Linked DNA regions of Mus musculus: regions 1 and 3 are each linked to region 2. Evidence: chromatin contacts called from public promoter capture Hi-C data. All regions are on one chromosome and are shown on one strand. Each heading gives the region's core, a stretch centred on a gene start, on an enhancer-like site or on the middle of the called end of the contact. The rest is flanking DNA. Distances are from core to core; before and after follow the strand shown.

What was found. Promoter capture Hi-C pulls out the DNA fragments that hold promoters and counts their contacts.
Region 1: a contact with region 2 is called in a promoter capture Hi-C map of liver, with 3 times the contacts expected there. The contact joins the enhancer-like site here to the promoter of Gtpbp10 in region 2. A contact is called at or near these places in 7 of 39 promoter capture datasets (the 3T3-L1 cell line, embryonic stem cells, liver and 3 more).
Region 3: a promoter capture Hi-C map of pre-B cells shows a contact between it and region 2, with 4 times the contacts expected there. The contact joins the promoter of Mterf1b here to the promoter of Gtpbp10 in region 2. A contact is called at or near these places in 11 of 39 promoter capture datasets (3T3-L1-derived adipocytes, the C10 cell line, the HPC-7 cell line and 6 more) and 2 of 9 other capture datasets (adipose tissue and liver).

The regions. Positions count from the first base shown.
Region 1 is chr5:4,003,584-4,007,638 of GRCm38.p6, reverse strand. Akap9 (A kinase (PRKA) anchor protein (yotiao) 9) reads right to left here. Exons shown (of 48, transcript NM_194462.2): 17 at 3,857-4,055; 18 at 2,696-2,836; 19 at 2,126-2,229. Among named protein-coding and RNA genes, the nearest start is that of Gm40260, 72 kb to the left of the region's middle. Within about 2 kb of position 2,693, at least 34 of the 459 cell types and tissues checked have an H3K27ac peak or open chromatin away from gene starts, as enhancers often do. A contact at or near this core is called in liver, where this site is marked.
Region 2 is chr5:5,557,216-5,561,232 of GRCm38.p6, reverse strand. Gtpbp10 (GTP-binding protein 10 (putative)) reads left to right here and starts at 1,692. Exons shown (of 10, transcript NM_153116.2): 1 at 1,692-1,800; 2 at 3,827-4,017. The coding sequence starts at 1,768.
Region 3 is chr5:4,191,064-4,194,963 of GRCm38.p6, reverse strand. It overlaps Mterf1b (mitochondrial transcription termination factor 1b), which reads right to left and starts at 2,597. Exons shown (of 2, transcript NM_001042670.1): 1 at 2,546-2,597.

The DNA of each region.
Region 1 (4,055 bases), core at 1,444-3,943, 1.6 Mb after region 2:
TTTCTAACAACGAATGTGATGCCTAAATTTAAACAGGCCAAATAGGCACAGCTCTGTCTTAAAGACCAACAGTGAAATTTCAGTCTGATAACACGAAAGCAAGTGTCACAGCCTTTACAAATATTTATTTACTTGGGAGACAAAAACTACACAATGTCTTTCCATAAGAGTCATTTATCTATTTACTCACTTGTTTACTTATTTACTTTAAATGAAGTGACTGGTCAACTCTTTCCTGAAATGTCTTGGCATTCAGACATAATCATTTGAAGTAAAATCAGTTCATATATTTATTTTTATTTATGTGTACAGGGATGTGCTTGTATGAGTTTGTGTGTGCCACATCTCTTTAAGATGACATTGGACCCTTGGGCACTACAGGCACAGGCTGTTGTGAGCTTCCAATGGTGGGTGCTGGGAACCCAGGTCCTCTGCAACGGAATCCTCTTAACCACTGAGTCATCTCTGCAGTCCCAATCCTTAAAACTGGCACTGCCTACATTTCCCTCTACCCTCTGTCTTACTCGTAAGTATACACATTTTTAAAACAAGGGGAAAAAATGAGGATTGTCCTGAATCAAATGTTTTCATACAGTTTATTTTTACTGTAATGTGAGCCCTTTAAAACTGTCAAAAATGTATTTTCATAGATAGTGATTAAGATTATCTCACGAATCTCAAATGCTTAATTCATCAGAAGTAGTACATCGGCAAACTTTATACTTAATAAATATAGACAAAGGACAGACTCCTGTGGTGGAGGTTCTTTGGCTTATGAGAGCTTTATCTCTCAACTTCTCACTGTGGGAGACTAGTACTAAAGCCCAGATGACAGCTGTCTGCCTCCCAGGCACATGACCTACCTATTTTAGGATGAGGTAATAAATGGAGTTGTTTTCCTTTAGTAGTTGTCAAGCAAAAGACAGGTTTCTATTTTTATATCCAGATCAAGTTATCTACTTATATAATTAAGAATATTAAAAATAAGACCAAATAACGAAAGTAAAGGATCTTCTCAATGTTTACTGAAGATTTGTTCAAGTGTAAAATCCCATGATTAAAAGAATATTAAATAATTTTTACTTTAAAAAAAACTGGCTAAACTCATATGATGGCTAAAGACAAAGAAGACTCATTTTATCAACCTCACCACAAAAAAATCTAAAAACTAAATACATGATTTATAAAATGTAACAAATAGTGAAAATTTTACTTTATAATGTTCATTTTGTATAAGCAAGTAAATAAATAAATAAATGAACAGATTATTCTATACTGCTGTGATAGGTCTAATCTTCATACACTGTCTTTCCTGTTTGAGTTCCACACTGACTGTGTTTCATAGCCATGATCCACTGAAGAAGCCAAAATCTTAAGGGCCAAATTCTGTCATGAGAGCTGAGGAAGGAGACTAGGAGGACACACAAGGATGACAGTCACAGAAACTGTTAGAAGATACTAGTTCTAGTTTTAAATCAAAGAAAATATTTTCATTTCAACAAAATCAAGTTTAAGACTTCGTGCCTTTCTAAACAGTCTTTAAATTAACTTAGGTTATCTACTCTCATAGTGTTGAACACTTTCATGTTAATCTTGGTGAGAGGAAGGTAAGGAATCGTACTGTTGCCAGTGGGTGTTTCATTTACTCTTCTATGAAGCTTGAATGTGTATTAAAGGTTCTTATGTGTTACACAGCAAAAACAAAAAGAAATTAAAGGTGAAATATTTATCATATTGTTTTCTCAAAATACCTAATACTAAATGAATGTCTTAAAGTTACTGAAAAAACAAAACATAAAGACATAAAACTCACTAATAAAAATGATTTTAGAATATAAAATAGCATTATGAGGAATAAAGTTAATTAAGAAAGTCCAATATTCAATAATAACTAAAGAGAGTCAAGATCAACACTAACAAAAACTGAAGTGCATGCAGAAGATTTTTAAAACTAGTCTAATTAACGATAAAAATTGTCATTCCTTCTTATACTATTATCTGTATGGTCAGATTTCATACACAGTACAACTTTTAAGACAAAGTACAATAGAGAAGATAAAGCTCTGACAACCTTTACTGAATTGAAGGGAGCATTTCAACCCTGTGCTAAACAAGTACTTTATACCTTTCATTGGACAGGTTTCTATCGAGAAGAGCATCTTCAGGGCTTCTCTCCAATGTCTTGTCTTTTAACGTCTGTTCCTCAACTTCCTGATCGTCATGTCCATCCTGCGTAAGTTGGTGCAAAGGCAGAGAGGACAAGACAAAGAGAAAACCCGTCATCTTAGAATCGGCAAGGCACACTTCTATAGTGGTATGAGACGAAACAGAAACCTCTGAGCATGATGTAGACTCTGCTTGAAATAATGTTTAACTCTGTGTTATCAAGGAAAGATAAAACAGTCTGATGCAGAGATGAAACACATGGGATGGGTTCAAAGGAATGCATGCTGTATACTATGACAGTAAAATCTGTTAGGCTGCTGCATGGTGGAGCAGTTGCTGTTACTGCAACACCAGAACCACGTTACCAGCAGAATGCACGGCATTTCTGCTCCACCTACCTTCCATGGGAGCAATCACAAACACATTAAGCTCAGTGCCTATGAAAACGGTATCACACACCGACGAGAAAGACAAACAAATCCTACTGCATTGTCACCACTGCGCCTGGGTGAGCCAAAGTCCACACTACCTGTGTTTGCGTACTGCTGTGGCGCAGCTCACAACACAGCTCCTTTCTTCCAGCTAGGGGCAGCTGCTTTAGTGCTTCCAGCTCCTCTAATAGAACCCTTTCTCTCTCTGAAACCACGTGTTCAGTATCTATGGAGGATTTCTAAATAAGAAAAAAGGTCATGAGAGAATATTGTTGGCGATAGGAGAAGAAAACAGAAACATTTGGCAGATTTCTTTTAATCCCTTGAGACCATGGGCTGCTTTTCAAACTGTGACTCAGATTCCATTACAAGGGATTAAAAGGCATATATAAAATTCAATGCAGAATTTGAAAAGTTAAAAAAGTTAATTAAATGTATAAAATTCAGGGATTTGTAGAGTTGAATTAATATTTTTATGTCAAATTTGCATTGAAAATTCAGAAGTCTGAACTCACAAAATACAGTGAAGAAAAGCAAGACTGAATGCTCCAGTGACTCCTATTTTATGCTCCAACCCCAAATTTGCCATTATTTTGAATCTGAAGGAACCCAAGTCAAGAATTCTCTATTTTAGTTTTCAAAATTAAATTTCGAGTTTTCATATAAGCTTTTCTGCAATGATTTTGTGAGTATATTTTATATAGCAACCGGTTAAGAATATAGTTCCCAAATACCAAGGAAAATGTAAATTTAGTTGAGAAAGGATTAAGGTGTTATATAAATTTGCAATTTTCAAATCAATGAAAAGAAACGTGCCACCCCAGATTTCCAACTGTGATTTACGAGGTGGTTAAAGATAGTGGGAGTAAACCTGTGAGCTTAGTTGGTGGCTCACTGAGGTGAACCTGCCTACGTCTACGGGCTGAGAGAACTACATGTGCAGGCACCAGCACAGGGCGGTCTACGCTGAGGAGGTCTCTGCTGTGCATCCTCGGCTACTACGTGACAGAGCAATGATTCCCGTTTTACTCTGCAATCCAGAAGGGAAACTACATACACGACGTCATGACGATGAGCACTATGAATCTGGGTCCGGTATGCCCTCAGGTTCTAACACTGTAGATGGCGTGTCTCTAATGGTAATATCTGTAACCATTTATAGATCCAGCAAAATAAATTTTAAGTTTTAAAAAAGGTTACGAAGTTACACAAAGTTCCTGTTATTTTAGTTGGGGAGAGAAGGGCTCCTCCATGCCAACCTGGGCTAGCTGCTCGTTGAGTCTCTTGATTTCCTCTTGGAGCTGCTCCTGGTCTTCCCGTTGCCTCTCCATCTGTTGCATGTGGGCCTGCCTCAACATTTCTGTTGCCTGCTGGTGTTCTTCATATTGTCGCACAAGTTCTTGCCGCATATCTTCCAACTGTTCATTTAAGATGAGCTGTCTAGAAGTATCCATACTT
Region 2 (4,017 bases), core at 443-2,942:
TGTTACATGAGCCTGTGAGACAATTAACCTAGATGCTAGGTCGTGGCTTCTGGTCTTCTAGACGAGTAGGAAATGCTCTTAACCAATGAGTCATCTCTCCAGCCTCATCTCAAGTCAATTTTAACAGCATATTTTTAGGAGAGCGAGTTTAGAGATTTAAAAGGTTTATTCTACTATCTTATTATCAGAATTATAATAAAATATCTTGCTGTGATAATGTTTTGTTTGAGGTATATGTATTTTTCTTTTGCTTACATCATCAATGATCCTTAGCATTTTAGATATCAATTTCTTATTTATATTTTATTTATTGTTATTATATTCTGTGTATGTTATGGGAAAGAGAGTGGGCCTATATTCAATAATCATAAATAAACATTAGAAGGTGTGTGCATTAGGCTAAACATTTTGGCATAATTTAAATGGCAGCACATTTTCTAGATTTAACAGGAAAAGTATGATAACAGCAACTTAATATTCTGGTTTTTAAAATAGTAAGTATATTTATTGAGGCTAACATCTGACATTTGGGTCAATATTTAATGTTAATCTACAGAGGCTAGAACCAACCAACCAAACATCTAAATGAAAATGACAGCTTCAAAGTCCAGGAACAGTAAACTAATCTAGACTGAGCAGTAGTTTCCACACTGTGTACTTCCAAATAGGACTCGCTCCTTTCCCAAATTCCCCATCCTATTGTTTAGGATGCAGAACCTTATCTAAATGAATTGGAGTCCTGTTTTCTAGTCTAGGACTCAGGCATGTAGCAGAATGCCCGTAACTGCAATTTTCAGAGTTTCAAGACTAGCCTTTGCCAGGTTCCAGCTAGGAAAGCGGCCTTAGAGGCGCAGGACCTCGGGCTATCTGTAACTAACTTTAAATCAACCTCATACTGAAAAACGGAACATAACAATTCCTTAAGGTTACTCTCAGCTGCACTGCCCTGGCCAGTGACCATGACTGAGTCACATTTCGCCAAGGATTCTAAACCTAATAATTCTAATGATAGAAAATAATAAATGAGCAGTGAAGGGAGACCCCTCTAGTACGCTCGTGTGCCTTTTTCACTTAAAGACTTGGCAGAAAGATTGGCGAAATGGGCCTGCCATTCAGTGATCTTTTTCTGAAGCTTCCTCTCCAAGCTGGAATGTAATCTCTCGTGTTCTCACAAGGACAGCCTTCAAATGAAAGGTGAAAACTCTCGGCTGAGTCCAGGTTGGGGTTTCTGTTTGCCTCCACTGCACACATCATCCTTTGTAAAAATCTAGATCGTCACACTTCTTTCAATACTTCTGTGCTACAAGTTTTAAGTGACTGGTTCCTGAAGTTTAAGCCTTGGCTAGAAAAATTGCTCAAGCCATCATCCAGCAGTCTTTTAGAGCTCTCGGTGTTTTGTACAAGTGTGTCTGTTGGAGGGGTCTTTCATCGTGAGAAAATCCTGGCACCTCAGGTTCTTCAGCTACCATAAAAATGTTTGTGAGGCAGGCCAGTCTCCAGCGCATAGCGTTCAAAGCGTCAACTCCAGAGACTCCTGCCCGGAGCCCTGCTTCCCCTTGCACACAACTTAGACGAATCTGGGCTCTGCACTCTCCTTCCTGCACCCAGAGGCGTCCAAAGCACACGCCCACCTTCCTCGAGCGCGATGCAGCACGCAGGCGCGGATCCGCTGAGACGTCACCTCTGCGACCAGTAGTGACGTCAGTACGCGCGCCCGACCGAAGTTTGTCCGGATTCTGCGGGCGGGAGTCCTGCCCCTTGGAGCTCATGGTGCGCTGCGGTTGCGCTTTGTTGAGAAAGGTTCGTGACGGGGGTCTCCCCAGCTTTGGTGTCTTCGCCGCTCTCCTCCTGGGTTGTCGTTCCTCGGTTCCCGTCTCCTGGGAGAAGATTGTGTCTCAGTGACACGCTGATGGCCGTTTGGGGTCCAGCTTTAGGGAATTCCTGTATTGTTCCCAAAGCACGTGAGAGGATAATTGGGGACCTGCCTGCGGTTTAGACCCGGCATTGCGGTGCACGTGCCGGCTTGTTTGTTTGTTTGGTTTGGTTCTCATTGTTTAAAAGAGAGTCCATAACCTGCTTTTATACATTTCTCCTCCTTTACACTGCTTTTGATATCTTTCTGAAGACTTTTCTGGAAGTCAGAATGTGTGTTTGCTGTGCCTCATATAGAGATTTTACGTCAATTTTTATGTAGTGCCTGTCTTAAAATCCACTTTTATAACAATCTGCAACCAACCGCTCAATTAAAAAAGAATCTCAGTGAGCTTAACTGGCAACGGTGTGTGAAAGCTAGAGGTCATGTACATAAGCTGTTGTTAGGAACAGCCATTATAAATGAGAGTCCTTAATAAATATGACAAATCTAGAAAATAAAGAAAAAGTCACATACTGAACACAGCTTTAAAAGCCCTTACCAGGAATATCTCAGGGTGGTCAACCTTCAGTTTGTTTTTGTTTTTTTTTAAACCCACAGATTTTTTTGATACCCAAAAGTACTGCAGATTACCAAAAACGTGAATATTAATTTAAACGATTGCTCTGTAATTTGAAAGCCTGGGATTATGACACACTGGCTTTATAAGAAGTTACCTACCTAGTGAGGGAAACTAAATGGAAAGTACCAGAGGATATAATCCAGTGTCCGAGGAAGCCTGAAAAGCCAGTCAGTGAGAGTGATGGGCCAAGGAGGCCTCAGATCATACAACCATAAGCCATAGTTTAGTTGTATTTGAGGATACATTGAAACTGACACCAGAAAATGGGTTTATGATAGAAAGAACAAATGATAATCTAAACAGAGGAGAAAGCATGAATAGAGTGGCAGGGAGAGTGGGCAGCTCAGAAAAGAACAGGAAGGCTCCAACAAATGACAGCTGTCCCGGTGAGATCCGGTGAGGGCTTTGAATCCAGCACTGTAAACTTTATTATTTCAGAAGCAGTAAAAACCCAAAGTCACGACTGTTTCTGAGTAAAGAGAGACATAGACATCGGGTTCACTTAAGGGGGAAAGAGATGCTCTTGGCTCATGGTGGCGGATGCATTAAGAAGGAATGATGAGACCCTGAAAGACCATTTGGAGTTCACAGTCAAGATTCTAAGAGGACAGAGGTCCTGGAAAGGAGTTAGGCTTCTTGGAATGCAAAAATTTTGGGGAAAAGCCATCTGTTTGTTCAGTCTTGGTGAGCAGATAAGCTTTGATAATTAACTGAGGGGACAGCTTTTTGCTGTTGCTGCTGATGATGATTTTAAAATATTTGGGGGCTCAGTGGTTAAGAGCACTAACTGCTCTTGAGTTCAAGGTCTTGAGTTCAAATCCCAGCAACCACATGGTGGCTCACAACCATCTGTGATGAGATCTGACGCCCTCTTCTGGTGTGTTTGAAGACAGCTACAGTGTACTTATATATAAAAACATTTTGTTTTGGAGGGAACCCAAAACAAAATTTGAGTGGGTACCCACCAGGTTACTTATTTAAAGGGTTTCAAATGTAAGTGAAAGGCACTTCTGCTTTCAGTTGTTTTAAACTATTAATAGCTTAACTTTTCCCGGGGATTGGAGGTGGGGGCGGGGAGAGTTACTAGTACCCACTGAGGTCAGGTTTGGAATGAAAACAGGGGAAAGGGCAGAAACCTTGGGGCTGGGTGGAACAATTGATCGTTGAGGAAGAGAGTGGGAAACGAAGTAATGTGAGAAAGGGGTACACAGTGCTATGCACACAGCTTTGATTCTTTCCTGAACGAAGCCTCAGTAGAATGAAATTAGAACCTTTTAAGTTAAAAGAATATGTGATGTATATATATCCTCTCTTTCTCTCATTTTCTTAAGTATGGAAATTTCATTGATAACCTGAGAATCTTCACCAAGGGAGGAAGCGGTGGAATGGGTTACCCTCGTTTAGGTGGAGAAGGTGGAAGAGGTGGTGACGTCTGGGTTGTGGCCCATAAAAATATGACCTTAAAACAACTTAAAAACAAATATCCTCAGAAACGGTTTGTGGCCGGAGGAGGAGCAAACAG
Region 3 (3,900 bases), core at 1,348-3,847, 1.4 Mb after region 2:
GCTGCATATGTATCAAAAGATGGCCTAGTCGGCCATCACTGGAAAGAGAGGCCCATTGGACACGCAAACTTTATATGCCCCAGTACAGGGGAACGCCAGGGCCAAAAAGGGGGAGTGGGTGGGTAGGGGATTGGGGGTGGGTGGGTATGGGGGACTTTTGGTATAGCATTGGAAATGTAAATGAGCTAAATACCTAATAAAAAATGGGAAAAAAAAAGAGCAAGAACAAAAACTTCAATGGTTATGGAATGGGATGTGAATTTAGGAGGAGCTGGAGGAGTGGAGTGAATGTGATCAAAATACACTGTATTAAATTCTCAATTAATTAATAAAATATACATATAAAAAGAAAAAGAAAAGAAAAGAAAGAAAGAAAAGAAGAAGAAGAAAGAAAGAAAGAAAGGAAGGAAGGAAGGAAGGAAGGAAGGAAGGAAAAAAGAAAGAAAGAAAGAAAGAAAGAAAGAAAGAAAGAAAGAAAGAAAGAAAGGAAAAGAAAAGAAAAGAAAGAAGGAAAAGAAAAGAAAGAAGGAAAGAAAGAAGAAAGCAAGCTCTATCTAGCATGTACAATCCAACCTTTTCCCTTCCAGATGCTCATGGATGACCTCTGCTGGATAACTGGACAGAAGACTATCACATTACAGTCAGCCAAGTTTTATAAGAAGCGTTATAAATAAGCATGCAAAATTATCCAATAGACAGTATCAATTTTCAATTATACTTGTCTTATCCTGTGACAATTTCTATTTTACATACATTTTATAACAAATACAATATGAATAATAAATTTTTAAAAATCAGTCACTAAGGATACATATACTAAGTCTATCAGCTTGAAGATTACTACCAGACAGCTCATTCCTTTCAGATGATTAGCACCACGGTAAACGATAAACATGACACAGAATATTCAACAGAAATTCTAATACCAATAAAATAAGAAAAAGGTTTGCTAAGACTCCTAAGAAAAGGGTAAAAAAAACTATTAGTTTGTTAGACTTGTCACAAGTAGATTTTTGTTTCTCTTTATATAACTTATCCTCCAAATAAATATTTTCTAAATGTATCAACATATAAAGTTGAACTGAGCATCCATGCAGCACCCAAAGTAGCGCTCCTCTGATTAATGTCATTGTGGTAAGCACCCCCAGGAGGGTTTTACATTCTCTCTCTTCCTTACCAAATCAACTTCACTCAAAACAGCAACAAAGCAATCTTGTTCCTGCCTATTTTAGTCTCAGTGTCCTTGCTGTCTTTTCATTATTTTTAACTGACATAACAAATAATGGAATCTGTATCTATCTTCCCAAAGTCCCTCTTTTACTTTCATGTCACACACATGAGTGTGTGTGTGTGTATTCTCCATTAGAAGCATGTCCTATTGTTTTTCCTCATAATTCTCATATTCCCATCACCTTCTCAGTAGATGCTCTCTCCCCTCAGCACTTACTACTACTATCTTATCAAACTCAAAGCTCACATATGAGCGCACTCGCAGGCGGGAAAGCACGTGCACTTTTCTGAGTTAAATTGTCTTTTCTTTCAGAAAAGAAAAAGGGTCATTTTCATGAACCCAAGTTGTATTTGCAAGTCATTGTATAAACACAATGTCCTTTTAAAAACAGATTGTTGAGCTGAATTTGTAACCTCTGGCAAATTAACTATCCCAAGACAAATTTTAAAAAAAGCAAATATCGAATAATTGCCTTCAATCTTCCTCTAAAATAAACCATTTTCTTAAGCTTCGTTAAATTTCATGAATATCACCAACATCTTGGTGACTGTAACTACCGAGGTTCAAGATGGAAGATTTATGTCCCTGTCCCTTCCCGTCCCCTCCACCCCACCCCATCCCACAGCTGGAAAGCTAACAGGTGTTTAAAGAAAACTGCTAATCTTTGGGAATTCCACAATCCCGCTACTCTTTTGACACAGCATTTAAGTGTACAGGGTTGTTTTGTTTTGTTTTGAACAGAACTACATATCGATGTCGACTTTGTCATAAGAGACTTTAGATCTCTCCAGAAAAGGTAAAAACCGATGTTTCTACCACCACACCACTAATTTGGAAAAGAAAAAGGCAAAAATATCGCCAGTGTAGTAGAGAATAAAGAAGTCCAGGTCAAATCATTTTTGTGAGATGCACGACCTCTCGCAAACTAAACATTTCTCAGTCATAATAAAAAGAAAACGGCAACGCATGGGGGGAAGGTAGCGGAATCGCAAACGCACTTTAATACCAGAACCCCACGTTACACATACATTATTTCGTAATGCCCTATATATACAACAACCTAAGGGTGGGCACTGTCCCTAAAGTTACAAATTCCGAGCCAATGCCGAGCTCTTTGCTGTACGAAGTGTGGAGGGCTTGATGAGTCTAAACTCAGAACCGCCGTAATCCCACATCGAAGGCTCGCCTTCCCTCGGGCAGTTCTGCAATGGCCTTTAGCCATTCATCGCCCTGTCTAGCAGAGACTCGCAAGCCGCTCGCAAAGGCTCCAGCAGCTCCCCAGCCCCAGCCCGCACACTGCATCCGCGCTCCTACCAACGCTCCCGGTAGACACCTTTCACTTCCGCCTCTGGACGCCCGGGAGGGAGCGGAGTGCGGAAGTAACGGCTGACTTCCGGCCTCGGCCTGGCGCAGAGGTGACGTCACTAGCCCGGCGCGCTGTGCCTAAATCCTCGGCCGCCTGACCGCGGGAGCCCAGCAGGGGGCGGCTGAGACTGTGGCTGCGGGGACTCTGGGCTCTGGGCTGGTTCGAGACCACAGGGCGGCGCCAAGGCTTCCCTCTGGCTGGGGCTGAGATTCTGCCTGCACCAAAGAACAGGTTCGGTTTGATCTCTTTCTTTTAGGTTGCTTTATAGACCTTGGGGGTCTTTGTTTGTTTGGTAGGTTGGTTGGGTTTTTTTTCCCCCAAATTCTTCTGCATTTTTCTGTTTGGTTTGGTGTTTGTAAGAATAAAGATTTCTATTTGGGAATTTAAATTATTAATAATCAGTTTACTCAGAAAGTGAAACTACTGATCACAGCTTATTCCTTGCCTGGGATTACTCAGTAGCTATTTACGGTGCACGTGTGGCTTGCGGAAAGCAAGACAACCTCGGCCTTCTGGACCGTAACTCCCATGGTCTCGCTTCTGCCAGAATATTCTCTCCTCAGCATGCCCCATGGATTTTCATTTATGAACACCAGGAGATGGCTTTAGTCCTCTTGAAAGTGATATCAATGAGGAAAAGGTGCAGCTGAGATATTGGAGAGGTTGGGAAGACGAAGGGCAGGGAGGGAAAGATGAGGGGCAAAGAAGAGAAAAAGAGAACTAGGAGCAGTGTGGTAGACAATGTTTCCCAAGAGGCTGTTCTGGGGTTCTCATCTTCCTTGAGGGATGTTGTTGTTGTTGTTGTTGTTGTTGAGACAACTTTGTATCAAAGTTGTGCTGCTATGCAAATCTCTCTCCTTTGCCATTTCGTTTTGAAAGGATAGTGACATGTGATGATGCTTGTGATTTTAGATGACCTCACTTGGAAGGAGGAGAGTAGGGAAGTCTACATCAAGATAAACCCCTCCCTAAAATTAGACTTAAAACCCTCAGGACTTAGACTCAATGTGTAGATCAAATGCCATGTCTGTGCTATCTTCAGAATTGTCCCTGTCCTCTTTTAACCAAAGATTGATAATAATGATATAACTAGTAATATTGATTATTGTGCCTTTATGTCTGCCTCACTAGCTTTTCCTTGTTTGAGTCTCAACAAACTCAATTAGAGTGAGAAAGGAATTAGCCCTCCATTCCTCTAAGAGAACCCACGGGTAAAATACCACCATCCATAGATTCCAGGATTCAATAAACAAATGTCCTTTCTACATCCTTGTCAATTACACAAATCTACATCTTCCTGTAA